Linked DNA regions of Mus musculus: regions 1 and 3 are each linked to region 2. A link is a contact called in public HiChIP or PLAC-seq and Micro-C data. All regions are on one chromosome and are shown on one strand. Each heading gives the region's core, a stretch centred on a gene start, on an enhancer-like site or on the middle of the called end of the contact. The rest is flanking DNA. Distances are from core to core; before and after follow the strand shown. Region 1 has its middle 26 kb from the start of Gm14661. Region 2 holds the start of Sox3 (SRY (sex determining region Y)-box 3). Region 3 has its middle 18 kb from the start of Gm14661.

Evidence for each region. Hi-C and Micro-C count contacts between places; a contact is called where the count stands out from the background. HiChIP or PLAC-seq counts read pairs in DNA pulled down with a chosen protein or histone mark.
Region 1: a contact with region 2 is called in a Micro-C map of stem cell-derived neurons, with 6 times the contacts expected there. The contact joins the enhancer-like site here to the promoter of Sox3 in region 2. A contact is called at or near these places in 2 of 39 promoter capture datasets (cranial neural crest and embryonic stem cells), 4 of 484 Hi-C or Micro-C datasets (Sertoli cells, embryonic stem cells, stem cell-derived neurons and 1 more), 2 of 115 datasets of contacts at active chromatin or transcription factors (embryonic stem cells and neural progenitor cells) and 2 of 9 other capture datasets (adipose tissue and embryonic stem cells).
Region 3: a contact with region 2 is called in an H3K4me3 HiChIP or PLAC-seq map of neural progenitor cells, with 5 times the contacts expected there. The contact joins the enhancer-like site here to the promoter of Sox3 in region 2. A contact is called at or near these places in 4 of 39 promoter capture datasets (embryonic stem cells and stem cell-derived epiblast-like cells), 4 of 484 Hi-C or Micro-C datasets (embryonic stem cells and stem cell-derived neural progenitor cells), 6 of 115 datasets of contacts at active chromatin or transcription factors (embryonic forebrain, embryonic stem cells, kidney and 1 more) and 2 of 9 other capture datasets (adipose tissue and embryonic stem cells).

The regions. Positions count from the first base shown.
Region 1 is chrX:60,824,386-60,827,236 of GRCm38.p6, reverse strand. No RefSeq gene overlaps it. Among named protein-coding and RNA genes, the nearest start is that of Gm14661, 26 kb to the right of the region's middle. Within about 2 kb of position 1,521, at least 15 of the 459 cell types and tissues checked have an H3K27ac peak or open chromatin away from gene starts, as enhancers often do. A contact at or near this core is called in stem cell-derived neurons, where this site is marked.
Region 2 is chrX:60,892,148-60,894,847 of GRCm38.p6, reverse strand. Sox3 (SRY (sex determining region Y)-box 3) reads left to right here and starts at 1,418. Exons shown (of 1, transcript NM_009237.2): 1 at 1,418-2,700. The coding sequence starts at 1,418. It overlaps Gm38438 (predicted gene, 38438), which reads right to left and starts at 1,195. Exons shown (of 3, transcript NR_155290.1): 1 at 1,096-1,195; 2 at 1-246.
Region 3 is chrX:60,779,833-60,782,532 of GRCm38.p6, reverse strand. No RefSeq gene overlaps it. Among named protein-coding and RNA genes, the nearest start is that of Gm14661, 18 kb to the left of the region's middle. Within about 2 kb of position 1,387, at least 7 of the 459 cell types and tissues checked have an H3K27ac peak or open chromatin away from gene starts, as enhancers often do. A contact at or near this core is called in neural progenitor cells and stem cell-derived neural progenitor cells, where this site is marked.

The DNA.
Region 1 (2,851 bases), core at 272-2,771, 68 kb after region 2:
GACAGAGAGACACAAGTAAGAAATTCCTTAATGTCTCCCCTCTTTCTTCTCTCCTGTCTGTAGCGAGTACCTCCTAATAGCAAAACCTCATGGGAACTCACCTTGAGAAATATCCTTCAAGGGTCAGACTCCCTACCTGATAGAGCAAAGCAGGTATAATGGTAGGTATGAGCATGAATGCCTATAGGCCTTTGGTGGTTGGACACTGAATTTCAGGCAAAGAAATTTTGAGATACAAAGGCAACAAACTATATGCAGCTTGACTCTGAGTAGTCTGTATCTATATGGTTGAATTCAGGCAGCCAGGATCTCATTTTGGCTGTCTGGGACCTTTTTTTTTTTCCCCAATCAAGGGGCTGTGGTCCTTGCTTAATATGGGACCTGTGACTGCAGCTTCTTTCACAACTTAGTGCTCTTTCATGGTTTGGAAATATGTCCTGCTACGCTTTCTTCAACAGTGATCTGTACCTGGGGTTCTGAGCCTGAGGATGGATGGCATTGTGTTTGGATCTGCCTTAAGGAAAATCATCCAGATCACTGAGTTTTCTGATTAGTGTTATATTGCTGCAAGCCTGTTTTGGTGAATCTAACAGTACATGTATATGCTGGAGGAAGCTCCTACCATATACCAACAACAAATAGCTGTAGGGCCCAGCATCAAACTTTAGGTCACATTTCTATTGGCTTCACCTTGAAAAAAAAACAGTGTAATTTAAAGTAGAGATGGCAAAACACTGGATCACTGCTTGACCAGCCTTTTCTGTCACTGTGAGGGGAGAATTATTCTGTTAGTTTACTGTTCTGTCAACATTAACACAAGCTGTCCTGTCAATTACAGAGTCAGGCACTTGCTCATATACTACTGAAGGCTGTTTCTGTCACTGTAAGACACTGGAAAGAGACTTTATTCCCAGAATGGTTGATACAGAATCCCAGGTCTTGGCCTGATATCAGAATGTGCATGTGTACCAGGGAACAGGTGGTAGGTAGGGTGCAGACAATGGAGAGATGAGCCGAGGTGAGTAGAATGATGTGACTGAAAGGGAAAGGGCAAGCAGAGATCACATGAAATCAATGTAAGGAGACACATCTGGAGCTACTTTAGGAGAAGAGTCCACATGGGTGAGCATGTGAAAGTACGATGCCAACAGGTGAATGTCCCTTGTAAGCTACGATACATTGAAATGAAGATTCCTTGCAAGTGGTGGGAAGGCTGTGCCTGTTAGATCCTACACATGACATGGATTCAGGACAAATAGCACACACTCTATAACGTGGGCAGGGATACCTTAGTCTGGCCGATAGCCCTCACCTCCATCAGGGGAGGAGGAATATGGGTGAGGGTTGGTGCCACTCATGTGCACCTGTGTGTTCATTCCCAACAGCTGGGCCACCTCTTTAAGGGCAGCCTTGTGTTCTTCTGGTCAGAGGCCAAATCTTGCCCCCACTCCCTCCCAAACACCCAGCTGCTGCCCTGGGAAGGGACTCAGGCCATTAGTGAGGACAGAGGGAGACAAAGGGGACCCTTTTGTGTCTCTAGATCCTGCAGCCCCCTAGCCGTTCCTATGGGCACACAGATGTCTGCAGGCTCTGCGAATGTTGTCTGATAGCCAAGGAGGGCAGTGGGCCAGGTCAGGGAACTGGGACTCCAGCCAGCACTGTCTGCCCTGGATTATTGCCCAGTCTGGGCCTTTCCTGCCAAAATCCATGCCAAGGGAATGTCCAGTGGCAGATCCCAGCATCCCAAGCAATTTGGGGCACGATGTCTTCATGAGAAATTAAAAACAAAACAAAACAAACCTTCTCAGCGTGTTGTGAAAGGGCCCCCATTGCTCACACTAAGGCCAGGTGTTGGAAGCTGCAGCTTGACATGTGTCTGCTTAGGGAATCCCCAGACCATCTGGGGGTGAGGAAAATACTCGGAACATTAGGGAGATGTGATGATCCTGGTGGTCCTGCTGCTCTGATAGATTTCCCCATCAGGACTGAAGGAAAGTTGTACTTCAAGCAGAACTTGCGAGCCTTTTCTCCATTTCCCTTTAGTATGTTAGTCCCCTCATTTGAACTTCCTTTTCCATATTCTCCTGACTTATAACTAATGTTCTACAGCTCTGTAGACTCTCCTCTCTTTCTTCCCACCAACACCAGTTCCTCACACTTAGGCCTTTCCTGCTGGCATTTTACTTGTTTCATAATGCTGTCCCACAAACCAACCAAACAACCCAACAACCAACCATCTAGCCAACGCCATCTTGCTAGGATCTAAGGTAGTTCTCTAGTATGGCACAGGTAGACCTTTGGGGAAAGCATGTAATAGTTACAAAGCCCCAGTTTCCTGGGCTTCCTCTGCCTGTCAAAACTGCCCCGAGAAAAGTGCAAAGGCAGCAGCTCTAGCTCCATCCATTTGACTGGTTCATGTTGAAGACATGGGCTCTGCTATGTAATCTGCTGGGATATGGCTAGCAGAGACGGGCTCATAACTGTCCAGGGAGACGAGAATATGGAACTGCTCCTGTTTTCAGGGTAGTGGAAGTGCTAAGAGCATAGGTTCAATGCTAGGAAATGGGCATCAGAATGCACCAATAATGAGTAGTATGGCCCTAGCTTCTGAGCTGGAACCCAAGGACAAGTGACGGGAGACACATACCCAGTTCCCAATGCTGGGATTCCTAGGCTTCTATCACAGGAACTTCAGGGCCCAAGGTTTTGTGGTGAAGGCTGTATTATTGACTTTTCTTAGAGTACAACAGGCTTGTGTTCCAACCACAGAAATGCATTTAGACTTGTGCAAAATTAGACAAATGATTGAACCACTTTGCGTCTCAGTTTTCTCATCTGACAAATGAAGAAA
Region 2 (2,700 bases), core at 169-2,668:
AGTACTGCGCGGACACCTTATTTCGGTTTCTGCCACATCTGCCCAGATGGCTTCCTATTCCCTCCAGCAGCCTCCGAGGGCTTCAAGAGTTTTCAAACGCCATGCCACTTGCTTGAGCTGGCAGCGGAGAATGTCCGGGTTCCCTCTCCGGGCAGCGGAGGTTTCTCTAGATGGTAGTCCTTGGCAGATAACCCAACAAAGTGCCTGAAGGTCCCACTCTGCTTCTCCAGCCTTCGGTCAGAAAGGCTGTAAAACAAGAAAGGAGAAGCAGAGTCTGTTAGCACAGCCCGCTTGGGGGGGGGGGGGAGCGCGGCTGCGTGCCGAGAGCCGCTCGCAGCGGTCGTAGCAGGTGCGCGGTCGGAGGAGGGGCGGTGCACCCGGAGCAAGGCCTAGGCTCAGCTCCGGCCACCCCCCCCCAAACTTTTCTTTTACTGCGAGAGGCTCCGTGTTGCCATGAAAACGGATTTTCCAAGGGGCCCGACCCTCCCCCTCAGGAGCATCGGACTGGAAAACCCGAAATGGCCAGACAGCAGAGACAAAAAGGGGCCTCTAAGCAGGGGCCCAGAGCGAAAAAGTGAAGGCTCGTTCGCCCTTTGCATCCTAAACCCGCTCCCCAGGAGCTACGTTCGAGCGCCTCCCCCGGGCACAGGCCGAGGCCACTCCCCACTCGCACTGGCAAACCCCCCATGGAGCCTCACAGCCAGGTGCGCTAGCAGTCCCGCTCCCCGGCCCCCGCCCCTCTCTCGGTCCTGCACGCAGTGGCCCTCGGGGTGGAGGGTTCAGGCAACCGGCTACCATCAATTCCAAGGAAGGCTTCTCAGTGGCTCAGCGTAGCGCACCTCCGTTATACACTCAACGTCCCAAGCATGCCTGGACTGCTAGAGGTCCCCAGTGTCCTTAGCGCTGGCAACAGCAGGGTTTGGAGGTCCTCCGTGCAGACGGCGGGCGGGGAGCTTTCCAGGTGGGCCATGGGATGGGGCGCTGGTCAGCCTAGTCGAGTCTGCAAAGTTGTTTCCGAACCCCGCGGGCGCTCCTCTGCCCCTCCTCCCCCCAGTCTCGCTTGCTCGCGCGCCCTCTTCCCCCCTCCTCCCTCACCTCCTCGGGTTTCTCGCTCTTTCAAACTTTTTGAGACCCTAATTGGTGGTCTCAGAGCGGGTCTCGTGGACTCCCGCCTCCTGAAAAAGCTCTCATCACGTCACTCGACCCAAGAGGGGTCTGGAGGGTGAACGAAAGGGCTCCCCGAACTTTTTTTTCCAAGCTGGGCCACAGGGGGCTCGGTGTTGATTGGCCAGGACTCATCACGGCGAGCCTGTCAATCACGAGGCCCACGGGTGGTGAGGGGGCGGACCGAGCCCCAACCCTCCCGGATCTGAGCAGGTATATAAGGGACCGGGCAGGCTTCCCGGGCAAGCTGCGAATGCGACCAGCTCGAGAGAACGCATCAGGTGAGAGAAGCCCGCGAGTTCCCGCCGACTTTGCGCGGAGCCCTTCGGCTAGCCTGCCCTTCCCGCCTGAGCTGCCGGCCCGCCGGCCCCTGAGCACCACTCCGACGGAGTCCCCCGGCCTTTTCACGGTGGCCGCTCCAGCCCCCGGAGCGCCGTCTCCTCCCGCCACGCTGGCGCACCTCCTTCCCGCCCCGGCGATGTACAGCCTGCTGGAGACTGAACTCAAGAACCCCGTGGGGCCGCCCACCCCAGCCGCGGGCACCGGCGTCCCCGCAGCTCCCGGCGCTGCAGGCAAGAGTGGCGCGAACCCAGCCGGCGGAGCGAACGCAGGCAACGGGGGCAGCGGGGGCGCGAACGGCGGCGGTGGTGGTGGTGGCGGCGGGGGCAGCGACCAGGACCGCGTCAAGCGACCCATGAACGCGTTCATGGTGTGGTCCCGCGGGCAGCGGCGCAAGATGGCCCTGGAGAACCCCAAGATGCACAACTCCGAGATCAGCAAGCGCTTGGGCGCCGACTGGAAACTGCTGACCGATGCGGAGAAGCGGCCGTTCATCGACGAGGCCAAGCGACTGCGTGCGGTGCACATGAAGGAGTACCCGGACTACAAGTACCGGCCCCGCCGCAAGACCAAGACGCTGCTCAAGAAGGACAAGTACTCGCTGCCCGGCGGCCTCCTGCCCCCGGGCGCCGCCGCAGCCGCCGCCGCTGCCGCCGCAGCCGCCGCCGCCAGCAGCCCGGTGGGCGTGGGCCAGCGCCTGGACACGTACACGCACGTGAACGGCTGGGCCAACGGCGCCTACTCGCTCGTGCAGGAGCAGCTGGGCTACGCGCAGCCCCCGAGCATGAGCAGCCCGCCGCCGCCACCCGCGCTGCCTCAGATGCACCGCTACGACATGGCCGGCCTGCAGTACAGCCCCATGATGCCACCCGGCGCCCAGAGCTACATGAACGCCGCCGCCGCCGCTGCCGCCGCCTCGGGCTACGGGGGCATGGCGCCCTCCGCCGCGGCCGCCGCCGCCGCCGCCTACGGGCAGCAGCCCGCCACCGCTGCCGCCGCGGCCGCCGCCGCCGCCGCCATGAGCCTGGGCCCCATGGGCTCCGTGGTGAAGTCGGAGCCCAGCTCTCCGCCGCCCGCCATCGCTTCGCACTCGCAGCGCGCGTGCCTCGGCGACCTGCGCGACATGATCAGCATGTACCTGCCACCTGGCGGGGACGCGGCCGACGCCGCTTCTCCGCTCCCAGGCGGCCGGCTGCA
Region 3 (2,700 bases), core at 138-2,637, 110 kb after region 2:
AAATTACTTAAGATTCTTAAGGGTATATTTGATTTTGTTAACATTTATTTATGCAATAGAAATAAGCTTACTGGGTTTGGTTCATGGATTAACCCTCCACCAGAGTTTCTCTTTTTCTCTTTTATAGTTACCAGGACATTATTAATACACAAACCAAACCAATCAACCAAACCATGGATTATACCATTCTTCTAAGATTACTTTTTGGGCCAGGGGTGGTGGCACCATTTATAATCCTAGCACTCAAGAAGCAGAAACAGGCAGATATCTATGAATTCAAGGGTAGCCTGGTCTACAGAGTGAGTTCCAGTACAGCCTGGGTTACACAGAGAAACCCTGTCTGGAAAAACACAACAAAACCAAGCAAGCAAATAAACCAAAATGCCAAAAAATAAAACTAAACAAACAAACAATCACTTATGAACTCACCACACACAACACTTGCTGAGTTTTCCAGTGAAACTATGCAGTAGATGGAGACCTGTGTGTTGGATCTTCCCAGAGATGTAGATCTCTAGTACCCTCCAGTAGGGGCTTTCTTCTCTTCCTTTCTATGGCTACTCTTCACTAAAAACTTACTTTGTGTGGGTGTTTCTGCATCCCTTTCCATGGTCTGCTGGGCTCACAGAGGACAGCCATGGTAGGCTCCTGTCTGCAAGCATAACAGAGTATCAGTAATAATGTCAAGGGATTGGTTCTTACCTTGGGATGGGTCTCAAGTTGGGCAGTCATTGGTTGGCCATTCCCTGAGTCTCTGCTCTTTTTCCCTTCATTTCTTAGAGGTAGGGCACATTTTGGGTTGAAGGTTTTGTGGATAGATTGCTGTCCTTATCCTTCCACTGGGAGTCCTGACTTGCTACATGAGGTGGCCACTTCAGGATCCATAACCCCCACTGCTTGGAGTGTTAAAGAAGACTTCTGAGGCCAACCTGAGTGCAGTAAGGAAGAGTTATGGCCATGGATGTCTGTCAGGGTGCTCAGGAAAGACTCAATATCCAGTTCTTCCTATGGGTCACACATTTTCAAACTTGCTCATGGAAGGATCATTCAGAAATACTGAGTAGTAATACTCCACATATCAGACATGTTGACAAAATTATTCACTTGAGGACAACTAGCACCTAATTACTAGGGTGTCTTCTAAGAGTAATTTGAAATTTTAAAGTTTTGCTAAGAAGTCAGAGCTAGAGGAATAAGGAACGGACAGCTGACCTCTCTCTTTGCTTTCTTACCAGAAGACAGTGTACGCCACTAGTAGCTTTTATAAAATGACATTTCTTTTCCACATACCGAGCAACATTTTCAATAGACCAAGCAGAGGGTTGCTGAGGAAGCAAAGGTAAGAATGCAAAGAGAAAAAGACAGAGAATGGTGCCTTCCTTTGCAGCGGCTTCTCACTTCCTGCCCTTGAGTTTAGTGGGGCTCCCCCAATCTTTATACTGCCAGTTCAAGTGGGATTCTATTCTTTGCAGCAACATTCCGGAAACTCATGGGAAACTTTCTCAAGCTCCCTTTTGCTGGGGTGCAGGGAAAGCCTCCCTTCTTCCACTCAAATGCTCCCCGGGGGGCAGGGATTCAGATGCGTATTCAGAGATGCCTGTTTATCAGTGGTATGTTGGGAATGTTGTTCCTCACTTACAGAGCCCCAGCAATCCTGCCGAATATCCTTGGACCCATCACTGACCTCTAACTCCTGTTGTAGGGCTTCTGATAAGTGGAAATTTTATAGTTGGATGAAGGAAAGTGAATGGAATGTAAATTTGCTGCTTGCACAGCTATACTGCAAGTTAGCTCACGAGTTAAAAACGATATTGTAATTCAGATGTGTAAATTATGAGGGCTATATTTTGAAATGTTAGTCCGTGGGCCTTGTAGTAAAGTGCCATAAAATAATCTTGTTTGTGTGCCTATGATAAAATAAATAAATAAAAGCTATGAAGGCAAAGAAGTACATGTAGAAATCTAGACTGAAGTTGGTTGGAGGAAAATCAAACTACATAAAAGAGAGATAATCTTTATTTAGTACTAATAAACTTTTTTTCTCCTCATTTTCAAATGAGGGTGGGAGAGGGGTAAAATCTAAGCAAACTTTCTCAAAAACAAAACATGCATAGACCTTCCTCCTTTTGAAAAAAGAATCAGGGCTGACTCTATACAGACACCTGCTACCTGGCACTCGGCCAAGTTGCTAACCAGCCCTGGGTTTCAGCCCAATTAGCTAAGCACGTGCTATCAAGAATGGGTTAATTATTCCTAGTGATTTCCCAAAGTATATGCTGCAATTATACAAGTCAAGGTGGACATTACTCTCTCTTATAAGGACCTTTCCTTTTCAAAATCCTGAAAATTCCTGAGACATCCTTTTAAATGTATCATGTCAGAGCTGGCATGCACCATCAAGCTAGAGTCTCATTATTGAAACCTCTCATCAAACAGGGAAAACTGGGGTTCCCCGTCAAAGCTTCCAACAGACTGTGAGGAGAGAGACGATACACATAAAAATGAAAGACAATGAGATAAAAATCTACTGCTGCAGGTGCAGAAAAAAATATTTGTCACAGAATTCGTTTGGAAAGGAAAAGAATTATAGGGGACAGAAATTGATAGTTTCAAATCTTTGCCTATCACTACTTTCAGCAGCATCCTCTGTCTCAGTCCTCCGTTTGTAAACTGGAAAGCAGGAGGCTTTTAAAATCAGAC